Regions from separate parts of the Mus musculus genome. Here region 1 is linked to region 2. Evidence: chromatin contacts called from public HiChIP or PLAC-seq data. All regions are on one chromosome and are shown on one strand. Each heading gives the region's core, a stretch centred on a gene start, on an enhancer-like site or on the middle of the called end of the contact. The rest is flanking DNA. Distances are from core to core; before and after follow the strand shown. Region 1 holds the start of Usp19 (ubiquitin specific peptidase 19). Region 2 has its middle 12 kb from the start of Bsn.

Evidence for each region. HiChIP or PLAC-seq counts read pairs in DNA pulled down with a chosen protein or histone mark.
Region 1: an H3K4me3 HiChIP or PLAC-seq map of bone marrow-derived macrophages shows a contact between it and region 2, with 2.1 times the contacts expected there. The contact joins the promoter of Usp19 here to the enhancer-like site in region 2. A contact is called at or near these places in 1 of 484 Hi-C or Micro-C datasets (B cells), 3 of 115 datasets of contacts at active chromatin or transcription factors (bone marrow-derived macrophages, memory CD8 T cells and microglia) and 3 of 9 other capture datasets (liver, macrophages and pancreatic islet).

Annotation. Positions count from the first base shown.
Region 1 is chr9:108,488,967-108,494,233 of GRCm38.p6, reverse strand. It overlaps Usp19 (ubiquitin specific peptidase 19), which reads right to left and starts at 3,558. Exons shown (of 27, transcript NM_027804.4): 1 at 3,339-3,558; 2 at 1,504-1,763; 3 at 1,234-1,266; 4 at 970-1,098; 5 at 751-884; 6 at 371-670; 7 at 1-218. The coding sequence starts at 1,627. Lamb2 (laminin, beta 2) reads right to left here. Exons shown (of 33, transcript NM_008483.3): 29 at 4,860-5,067; 30 at 4,640-4,781; 31 at 4,281-4,457; 32 at 4,029-4,188; 33 at 3,704-3,950. The coding sequence ends at 3,814.
Region 2 is chr9:108,200,007-108,204,733 of GRCm38.p6, reverse strand. No RefSeq gene overlaps it. Among named protein-coding and RNA genes, the nearest start is that of Bsn, 12 kb to the right of the region's middle. Within about 2 kb of position 3,448, at least 165 of the 459 cell types and tissues checked have an H3K27ac peak or open chromatin away from gene starts, as enhancers often do. A contact at or near this core is called in B cells, bone marrow-derived macrophages and memory CD8 T cells, where this site is marked.

The sequences.
Region 1 (5,267 bases), core at 2,309-4,808, 290 kb before region 2:
ACCAAGGCTGTAGGATCAGCCCCAAGTGCCATCTCCTCTTTGACTTGGTCTTCTTGCTCAGGCTCAGGGTCTCTGTCCTGGACCATAACCGGGGCGACTGGGTCATTCCTGGGGGACACTGTCTTCTCTACTGTCAGAAGGGCTAAACTCTTCTCTGAGCTCAAGAGACTTGTTTGAGTGTTCATTGGTGGAGCACAGAGCTTCTCCTCAGCCTCAACCTACACACACACACACACACACACACACACACACACAAAAAAAAAAACAGAGGCAAGATTAGCTCTGGTCCGGCCAGTGGTACCCTCTCTGGTCCACATTCCTTCCCCTATCTCCAAATACCCAGATAGAAAAACAGGCACCTAACTCTTACCTGGGTAGCTGAGTCAGACAGGAAAGACGGGGCATCACCCTGGGGGCCGGGGCCATCCATGGACCCTTCCCCTTCTGGCCCTCTGCGGAGGTGAACAGCCCTCTTGGCGCTGGGCCCTGCCTGTGTCCCAGGGCCAGCCCCCGAGCCTACCTCACCACGGCCCTGGGCCCGCTTCTGGTTTCGGGCTTCCTGTTTAGCTCTGCGGGGCTCAGAGCCTGGCTCCAGGGCAATGGGAGACAGCTCTTGCCCGTTCTCCTGGCACTGCAAACCTGGCACCAGCTCTTGGGTTCCCAGAGGTTTCTTCTGCCAAAGAGATAACAATTAGGCCCTGTTGAATACATTGGGTATCCCCAACTCCCATACACGCAACTGGAACATACCAGGAGAGAGGGCCACGTGAGCAGAGGCACCTTCTTGGGTAGTACTAGCTGTAGAAGACCACCCTTGCGAGCCTGCACTTTGGTGCAAGAACTTTGTATTTCAGCAAAGAAGACACCACCCCACTGCCGACCATCTGTAAAAAGAGTGGCAAAAGTAACCTGGAGTGGGGGTATCAGAGCACTCAAAGGTAGCCCTGTTCTCGGGGTACACGGACGCACCTGGAAGCCTCACCACACAGTCCGTGTCTGTGAACGCAGCATCTACATCCTCCAGACGTACGGGACCTGTTCCCACGCGCAGCTTAACAATCACCTCATCTGCACTCTGCCTCCAATCGAGCAACAATTCTACAGGGAGAGAGGGGTAGAGATCAGAGGGGTCTCAACAAGGTGCTAATGGTGACAGACAGGTACACGAGCCAAGCCTACCGCTCCAGATGGGAGCTAAATTCTCCTTTCTCTCACGTAGCACTCAGTACTCACCATCTTTGGTTGGTTCCTTTCGAGGAAGGGACACTGGCAACAAAAGGAACAGACAGGAATGAGTGAGCCAGACCCCAGACACTCCCATCTCATTAATCTTAGCCACGTCTCTCAGGTGGAAAGCCCAGGTTCTACCCAGCCTGCCATGGATCTTTTTCTCCCCATCAAACCAGGATAGAGGAGGAAGAGACAGGACCCCCACCCCCACCCCAATACTTGCATGTCCAGTGATAAGGGAAGCCGTAGGCACTCTGGAAAAGCCCCTCCTACCTCTCCTAGCATCTCCATCTTTACTTTCCAGGTTTGCTCGATCCTTCTGTTTCTTCTTACTAGTGGCCTCTTCCAGTCCTGGCGGCCCCCTCCTGGGCCCTGTAGCACTGGCCCCTGCAGACATCTTGAGCCGCTTGGTAGCCAGCCAGAGTGGCCCAGAGTCGGCAACAGCGTCTGGGTCAGGGCTGCGGCGCTTTCTTCCCGGCCCAGCTATCTTGGCAACTCTTTGTGGCCAAATTCTTCAGCAAAGAACCAAGAGCCTAATGAAAATAGACCACGAGTCACTGCCAAGGCCAAGTGATCTGCTCCCTGCCTACAAGGGCTGAGCAACGCAGGCCTCTCTGAACCCTAATGGGCAGGATTCTCACCAGCTGAGGCAGCCATGCGCACTGTGAGGCTACCCTGTGAGGAAATAAATAATTCAAGCAGTGGCAAGTGCTTCAGGCCACGCCTCCTGGGTATCTACAGAAACCCACAACGCTGGAAGGCTGCACTGAGGAAGTGCTAGGTCAAGGCAGTTGTGGCCTGGGACCAGGATCATCCTCTGGATGAGAGCCATGGCTCCAACCCACAGGTCTGCACTCTGAGCAGCCTGCTCTGCTTCCTTCACTCTCGCCGGCTGCTTAGTCACCGCCAGACAAGTAGAGAGTGAAGGAGTCAGGCAGCAGAGAGGGAGACCAAGGAATAGTCAGAGCAGCAGAAGGGCAGACTCTGAAGCTGAAAACGGCCCCAGGTGCTGCCACTAACCAGAAAGGCTCTGGTACTAAAGCATCTAGTCTGCTTCCTGCCGGCTCCTATTTTTTGCCATAAACCAGCTCCTGAAACTTGATCTTTTGTTTCCACCTAAAGAAGGATCGATCTCTCTCTCCTCAGCCTTAAAGATTAGGAGTGGAGGCGGGTGGTGGTGGCGCACGCCTTTAATCCCAGCACTTGGGAGGCAGAGGCAGGCGGATTTTCTGAGTTCGAGGCCAGCCTGGTCTACAGAGTGAGTTCCAGGACAGCCAGGGCTACACAGAGAAACCCTGTCTCGAAAAAAAAAAAAATGAGGAGTGGACTCCAGTTTTAAGACACGGTGATAGGCTTAACAACGAAACAGACATCACCCCTGTCTCCAGGTTCCTTCCTTCATCATCAGCTCTGAGCCACGGAGGCCTGATCTGTTTCCCACCTGTGTGTGGATTCGGGCTCCCTCCATCCAAAGTGAAGTTCTCAAAACTAGTGAGGGTGGAGATGGAACGTAGACCTAGTACTAGCCCTGGCAGCCTCAAGCCCGGCTTGCGAGACGAAGGAGATTGAACTGTAGCCTGTGTTCCCTTAGGGGAGAGTGGGGTGATAAAAATACCCTTGGACGATAAGAGTGATGAGCGGAATCTTTAGTGACAGTCCGTCCAGGCCTCTGGGCAGAGCACCCGCCGTTTCCTCCTTACACCGAGGCCCGATTCACAGCCGGAATCCCTCCCCCATGCTCTGAAAGCCGTCGAAGCGGCAGAGAAACTATCCGGAGATCCCAGCTGGTTAGAGAAGCTGCGCAGAGTTACTGAACGCAGACCAACGCCCCGGCTAGGATGCTGCCCTCCTCCAGCCTCCGAATCCCAGGCCTGCCACCACCTCCTCCAGGAAGCCACCCTCGCTCGCCGCTAATCCTCTTAAAAACAGAGAGGCCGGCCACAGGGGTAGCATAACGGCTCGGTCGGCATCGGTAGGCCGAGCACGCCGCGAGGCTCGAGATGTCGGGGCTGGCACGGCCCGTGACCTTGAACAGGCCCGCCCCGGGCCAACCTTGCGGCCTTCCCCCGCTGCGGCCAAACCGGCGACTTGAGGCCCACACCACTCACCGAGCGAGACCGCCGCCACCAGCCCTCTTCGGGCCCTGGCAACACGCTCTCGATTCCGGTTCCGGCGTCGGGTCGGTTCCGGTTCCGGCGCGCCCCTCCCCCGTCCCGGCTCCTCCGCCACCGCCGCCTTCGCCGCTGCTTCAGCCGCTTGTTTTGTTTCGACTTCTAGCTACGGCTACGGGAGGCGGGGTGCCGAGCTGATGACGCACTTCCGGCAAGAGTGGGAGCTCTTGGTGAAGGGCAGCTTTGGGGAGGGCGGGAAAGGAAGAGGAGGGGTTCCGGTGCTCGGCCTCTGCTGGTAGCCTACAGCTGATGGCGTGTATAAAGGTCCTCCGCCCCTCCCATCAAAGGCCAGACAACACAGAGGAGGTTCACACAGGTTTATTGAAAGCTCTTGCTAGCCAGGAGCTCTTTAATGTGCGGACGATCGTGTGCAGAACAGTGCTTGGCGACAAGGCTAGGCCCTAGGGAGTGGTCACTGGCAGGTGTTGTAGATCTGGACCTGCAAGTTGATGGCCTGGAGCACACTGCGCATCCTGGCTTCCAGCCCATCCAGCTGGGCCGCTTTGCCCTCCAGTGCACGCTCGTTCTCCTCATATGTGCCCTCCAGCTCTAGAAGGGTCAAGAAATAGTTCAAGTCTTTTCTCACGCAAGCCCACCTTTCTAGCTCCCGCCCACCATGGTCCTCACCCTGTAGCCGCTGCAGCTTATCCTGAGCGGCCTGCAACAGGTCCCGAGCCTCATCCCGCAGTTGTTCTGCCCTGGCTTGTGCAGCCAGAACACCTTCAGCCTTCCGCTCTGCCAACGCCCTCACTGTTTGGTATTGGTCACCTACTTGTTCCCGTAGTTGCTGCAGATGTAAGAGGCAGGGTCGGTATACTAATTCAGTGGAATTCTAACTATAATACCCCTACCCCATCCAGAGGGCTTCGCCCAACCCACTTTCTCAGCCTCCCTGGCACGGCTCTGGGCACTGCCTGCTGTTTCTTCCGCTGTAGATGCTGCCAGGCTATTTCCTGCCCGTTTCAGTTTCAGGGCCTCCAGGAGGGCGTCTAATTGCCGAGCCCGCTCACCGGCAGAGTTCAGAGACTTCTCTGCACCTGCCATCCTCTCCTGGACCTGCCACAGAAAGGCCCAGGTTTAACAAATCCACCTTTAGTACCAGCAACTGAGAAGGAGAAGCAAGTTGATCTCTGTAACTTCCAGGCTGCCCAGGGCTACACAGTAAGACCTCCCTGTCCCAGACAAAGCAAGCCAGATCCTTAGTACATGCCCATCACCTCGTCCTAAGGAAGTCATACCCGCTGCAGGGTCTGCTCTGTGTTTTGTGTGTCAACCACTGCTCCCCAGATGGCACCCTGAGCAGCTCCTTGTGCCCTCTGAGCCTCCTCCAGTGCCGCTTGGACTGTCTCTGCCTTCTGTCTCTCACCCTCGGCCCGGCTCCTGAGGAAGAGGGGAGATCAGGGTCTACAGGTATCAGGACCAGGTTTCAGGAATGGGGACCAGGCTTGGGGGTCAGACCGTGCCCGGTGCGCATCTTGCAGTAGCTGTTCAGCCCGACGCACGTCGCCCATGGTATGGGCCAGGATTGTGTCCACGTCGGCCAGGCTTCGGACGCGTTCTGCAATCTCACTGGCTAGGCGCTGGATCTGCTCGGGTGAGGCCGGGATGGAGATGTCTAGCACCCGAGTCGCTACCATTTCAATACTGTCAGGATCGGCTCCCTCCTCTATGGAGACACAGGCAAGGGCTTAACAGTCTCTCCTGCATGACCTTGGGAACACAATCTTGGTATTCTGGGGTCTCAGACTGCACATGCAATAGGAGTTTGCTAACAGGCATAAGGATGTAACCAAGGAACAGGGACTATATAAGGGACACAGACTTAGGGACATTGACTGGACAGGGACTCAGGGCCAGACATAGGGT
Region 2 (4,727 bases), core at 2,199-4,698:
GGACCTCTGCCAATACGCAAGCTGCTTCTAGTGCTCCTTCTGCCTTTAGTCAAGACTAACTTTAGTCCTCAGTTTCCTCATTTGCCAAGGTAGGGTATAACTGGGAGTCTAGTGGATGGGGTGGAGCGTGATGGGAGATGTGCCTCAGAAGAGGCAGCCTCTCTGAAGGCTGGGGTGGAGCTATGCTGATGGAAACTCTACTGTGGCTTTTATCGTCTTTTGTCCAAAAATACCTATGGGCTTGGGATTGGCTGGTAACCTTAGCGAGCGGTTTCTAACCAGGGTGCTTTGTGCTTGAGCTTCCAGATTCTGGGTGGCCAGCCCTAAGGTGGTGCCTGTCAGGATGTAGACGGGCCTAGGTAGAATGAGCGTACTCCATATCTAGGAAAGGACAGGTGTTCTCCTGGGACAATGCTCATACAGGAAGTAGAGATGCAGCAGTTGTTGCCAGAGGGCCAGTGGTTACAGAAAAAAACGGTGCCTCTTCTGGTTTGTCTCTGCTTCTACCAGCTCACCATGAGTCTTTGCACCCCACTTTTCCTGATGGTCCAAAAGTGTTTGCAGTTAGGATATAAATGTGTAGCACCTTGAAAATGCCAAGGCAAAACCAGCCTAGGCACAAGGGCAGACATGGTGGGGCACACCAATAACTCAAGTTCTTGGGAAGTGGAGCGAAGAGGATCAGGAGTTCAAGGACAGAGTAAGCTACTTAGTAAGTTTCACCTGGGACTCATGAGACCTTGTCCAAAGATACCACATCAGGAAAGACTCCTGACAAGTGTTCAAAGGCACATGCCTCACGGAGCCTTCTAAGCATTGCAGCAGGAACCCCGTAGATGACCCCACAATTGCTCTCAGTTAAGCTGACCCTCAGAAAGCTCAGCTTAAGATGAAACTGAGGATGATCGAGAAGCTACAGGCTGCACGGGGCTCCAGCTGCTTCCTGTCTTCTTTGCAGGAGGTGAGTTGCTGTTGAGCCTGGTAGATGGCCTGCTCCCCAGCCCTCAGGCCAAGTTCCTATGATCTTGTCTTGGTGGAAGTGAGTCTGCCTATGAACAGAAGGTGATAGGAGGGCAGGGGGCAGGCAGAAGGGTACTAAGAGGAACCTGTTTTTCTACTTGATTTGACGCAGGGCTACTTCCTGGGATCCCTCCAGCAAGGCTCTCCAGTCTGTTATTGAGGTTAGGACAGTGCTGTCTCCAAGGGGCTCCAAGATACCCAGTGAACTGGGGCATGGAGTTGAGATAATGGATTATAGTCAAGAGTCGGCCCTCAAGAGAGGTAGAGAGAAAAGCAGAGGATCTGAATTCTTAGCAATCTTGTGTAGACACTTCCGTGAGAGCCAAGCTCTCTGGATCAATCATGGGCGAGACAAGGCTGTTGGCTAGAGGACCTAGTGTGTTTATGAACGGTGACTCGCCTGGCTTCTAGACTATTGCTAAGATGTAGCTTCTAGCTTCTTTTTCTATGCTCCTGCCAAACGAGCCGCTAGGAGGAGCTCTTCCCTGGTTTCTTTACAATACGCAAGGTCTATTCTCAAATACCGGTCCTTCAAAGCTAAATTTTAGTTTCAGTATTGCTGTCTTAAAAATCCATATCAGAGGCCGGGCGGTGGTGGCACACGCCTTTAATCCCAGCACTCGAGAGGCAGAGGCAGGTGGATTTCTGAGTTCGAGGCCAGCCTGGTCTATGGAGTCAGTTCCAGGACAGCCAGGACTACAGAGAGAAACCCTGTCTCAAAAAAACAAAAAACAAAAAACAAAAAAAAAAAAAACAAAACCCAAAAAACCAAAACCAAAACAAAACAAATCCCTATCAGTCTAGCACAGTAGCACACGCCTGTAATCCTGGCGTGTGTGAAGCAGAGGCATTAGAGGAGTTGAAGACAGTCTTGGCTACATAAAAAAATCTGAGATCAGTCTTGGCTACATGAGACTGTCTTAAAACAAAAAGCCTGCAGTGGCACACACTGTAATCCAGCATTCAGGAGCCAGAGGTTTATGAACCTCTCTGAGTTTGAGGCCAGCTTTGTCTGCATGGTGAGTTCCACTCCAGCCAAGACTACTTAGCAAGATCTTGTCTCAAAAAAGGGGAGATGGCGCCAGGCATGGTGGTGCACACCTTTAATCCTAACACTTGGGAGGCAGAGGCAGGCGGATTTCTGAGTTCAAGGCCAGCCTGGTCTACAAAGTGAGTTCCAGGACAGCCAGGGCTATACAGAGAAATCCTGTCTCAAAACCATCCCCGCCCCCCAAAAAGAGGAGGTGGGGAGCAGGAGAGATGAAATGCTCTCCAGTTCAGAGCACTTGCTATTTGTTAGTCCTGAGGACCCAAGTTCAGTGGCTAACACCCACATCTGGTGTCTCAGCCTCCTGGATGCCCTCTTCTGGTCTTTGTGGGGACCCACACCCAGGACATACATTTAACATAGATACACTTACACATAAATAAAAACAGATCTTTAAAAGTGAAAAGGAAAATGAAAGGGAAAAGATAATCGGTGTGGTAGCACTTGCTGTTAACCCCAGCATTTTGGGAGGAAGGTAGATCTCTTTGAGTTCCAGGTCAGCTAGGATTACACAGTGAGGTCCTATCTTGAAAATAAGAAAAAAAGAAAGAAAAGTTATTTATTTTACTCACTTTCTATAAATTACTGTCTTTGATGCACGATGGCTAAGGCAGAGAAGTTGGCCACATTTTTCCAAACTAGCGTAAGGCAAGTTCCATTCCTAGGTGTGACCCCAACACTATTATTTTGTTTGTATTGTAGAAGATCAAGGTGTTTTTTTTTCCAATTTTTATTAGGTATTTTCTTCATTTACATTTCAAATGCTATCCTGAAAGTCCCCCATACTCCCCCCACCCACCCACCCACTCCCACTTCTTGGCCCTGGTGTTCCCCTGTACTGGGGCATATAAAGTTTGCAAGACCAAGGAGCCTCTCTTCCCAATAAAGACCAACATTTTAAATAAACCTCCTAATGAGGGATGGATTTACCACTTCTTTATGAGGACTCTAGAAGATGCAGAGGAGACAGTAGTTTAAAGGAGGGGTGCCCATCTGCTGGGAATTCCAGTGGTAGGAGCAACAGTTGACACCTACTTTGCTGAAGATGACTCGAATTTCATCTGAGACCACGTCTCTTGGGGGTTCTGTGAAGCCCAGATCTCTAGGCAGGTTCAGGACCAGAGCAAGGATTAGGTCTCAATTTGATAGTGGCTCCACAAGCACGCCAAGGAAGCCCCAGCTGACTAGCCCCAAAGGAGAACAATGTCTCCCGACTACCAGGAGATAGCGCTATAGGACTAAGAGGCCAGCAGTGGGCGGGGCTTGAAGAGGTGGGTTGTGGGTGGGAACAAGAATGCCGCAGGCATCAGAAAGTCGGGCTGTGTGCTGGAATGACTTAGGGAGGGAGGGGCTAAATTGCGCCAGCATAGCTGGGAAGGGAGGGGCCACCCGGATGTGGGCAGGACTGAAGCAGAGAGGCGGGCGGAGCGGTCCTCTAGTGGCGCTCAGGCTTCACTACCCTGCTGGGTTCTGAGAATGTGTCTGGTAATCCGAGGCTGTCATTCACATAATACATTCTCTCTCCTAAAAGGAAGCCTGCAGGGGAATGGGTGACGTTGAGGCCCTGGCTTTGCGCTGGCTTCTGCTCTGGGGTTTGAATTCTGCCTGCAAAGTTTGAATTCTGGTGTATTATATAGTCCTTAGGATTCTAACTACTCGTCCTAGCAAGATGGCTTAGTGTAAGGGCGGTTGCCTGAATTTGATCTCGTGATCCATATGTTGGAAAGAGAACTCTTGAAAGTTGGTTTCTGATTCAGATTACTAAACAAATAAACGTGGGTTGGGGAGACCCTCATCCTTTGCCAGCACAAAGTTCTCTCTTACTTTAAGACCTGTGCTCCATGGAGTCTAATTTCCACAATTTGGGTTTGTTGGATTTGTAGTCTCTCCTTCTTCGATCCTGAGAGCATCCGAGGCAGGGGATAGCCTGATAGGGTACTTCGGGATTTGGGAGCGTCTAGACTAGCAGTTAGGCACATCTGGTTGTTGGAGTCGTTTTAGTCTGTACTCCTGGGCAAAGAACATGACCCGAGAAACGAATGGGGATGGAGAATTGGTGGCTCATTCTCTTGTGGACCTGGGGCCTGAGTGCCCTGAAACGCCAGAGAATGCCTTTCCTCAGACTGTCCAGCTCCCGGCACACACTGGGAGAGCAGGTGATCGCTAGCTGGCCAAGAACGCTGTTGTTCTCTGTCTACAGGGTAGCTTAGTCTCAGGATATAGGGACAGATAAGTTTGGAGCCTACCACAATGGGGCAAGCTGAGGATAAGTCAGCCTTCCTACACAGTGACTTGAACTTAGTGCTCCAGGATCATGCCCCACTTCCCTTAGATACTAAGGGAACCTACGGTTAACAGTCTAAGGTTGAGAGCACACTTGGGGGTTGATCCTTTGGGGTCAAATGGCCTTTTCACAGAGGTTGCCTAAGACATTAGAAATCACAGATATTTACATTACACTTTACAACAGTGGCAAAATTACAGTAATGAAGTAGCAGCGAAAATAATTTTATGGTTGGGGGGTTACCACAACATGAGGAACTGTATCAAAGGGTCTCAGCTATGGGGAGGTTGAGAACCACTGTAAGTCTTAGAACGTCTTCTAAAGAAGGTCTTGGGAAAGAGAGGTGGAGCAAAGAGCTGGTCCAGTTAGTGTCAG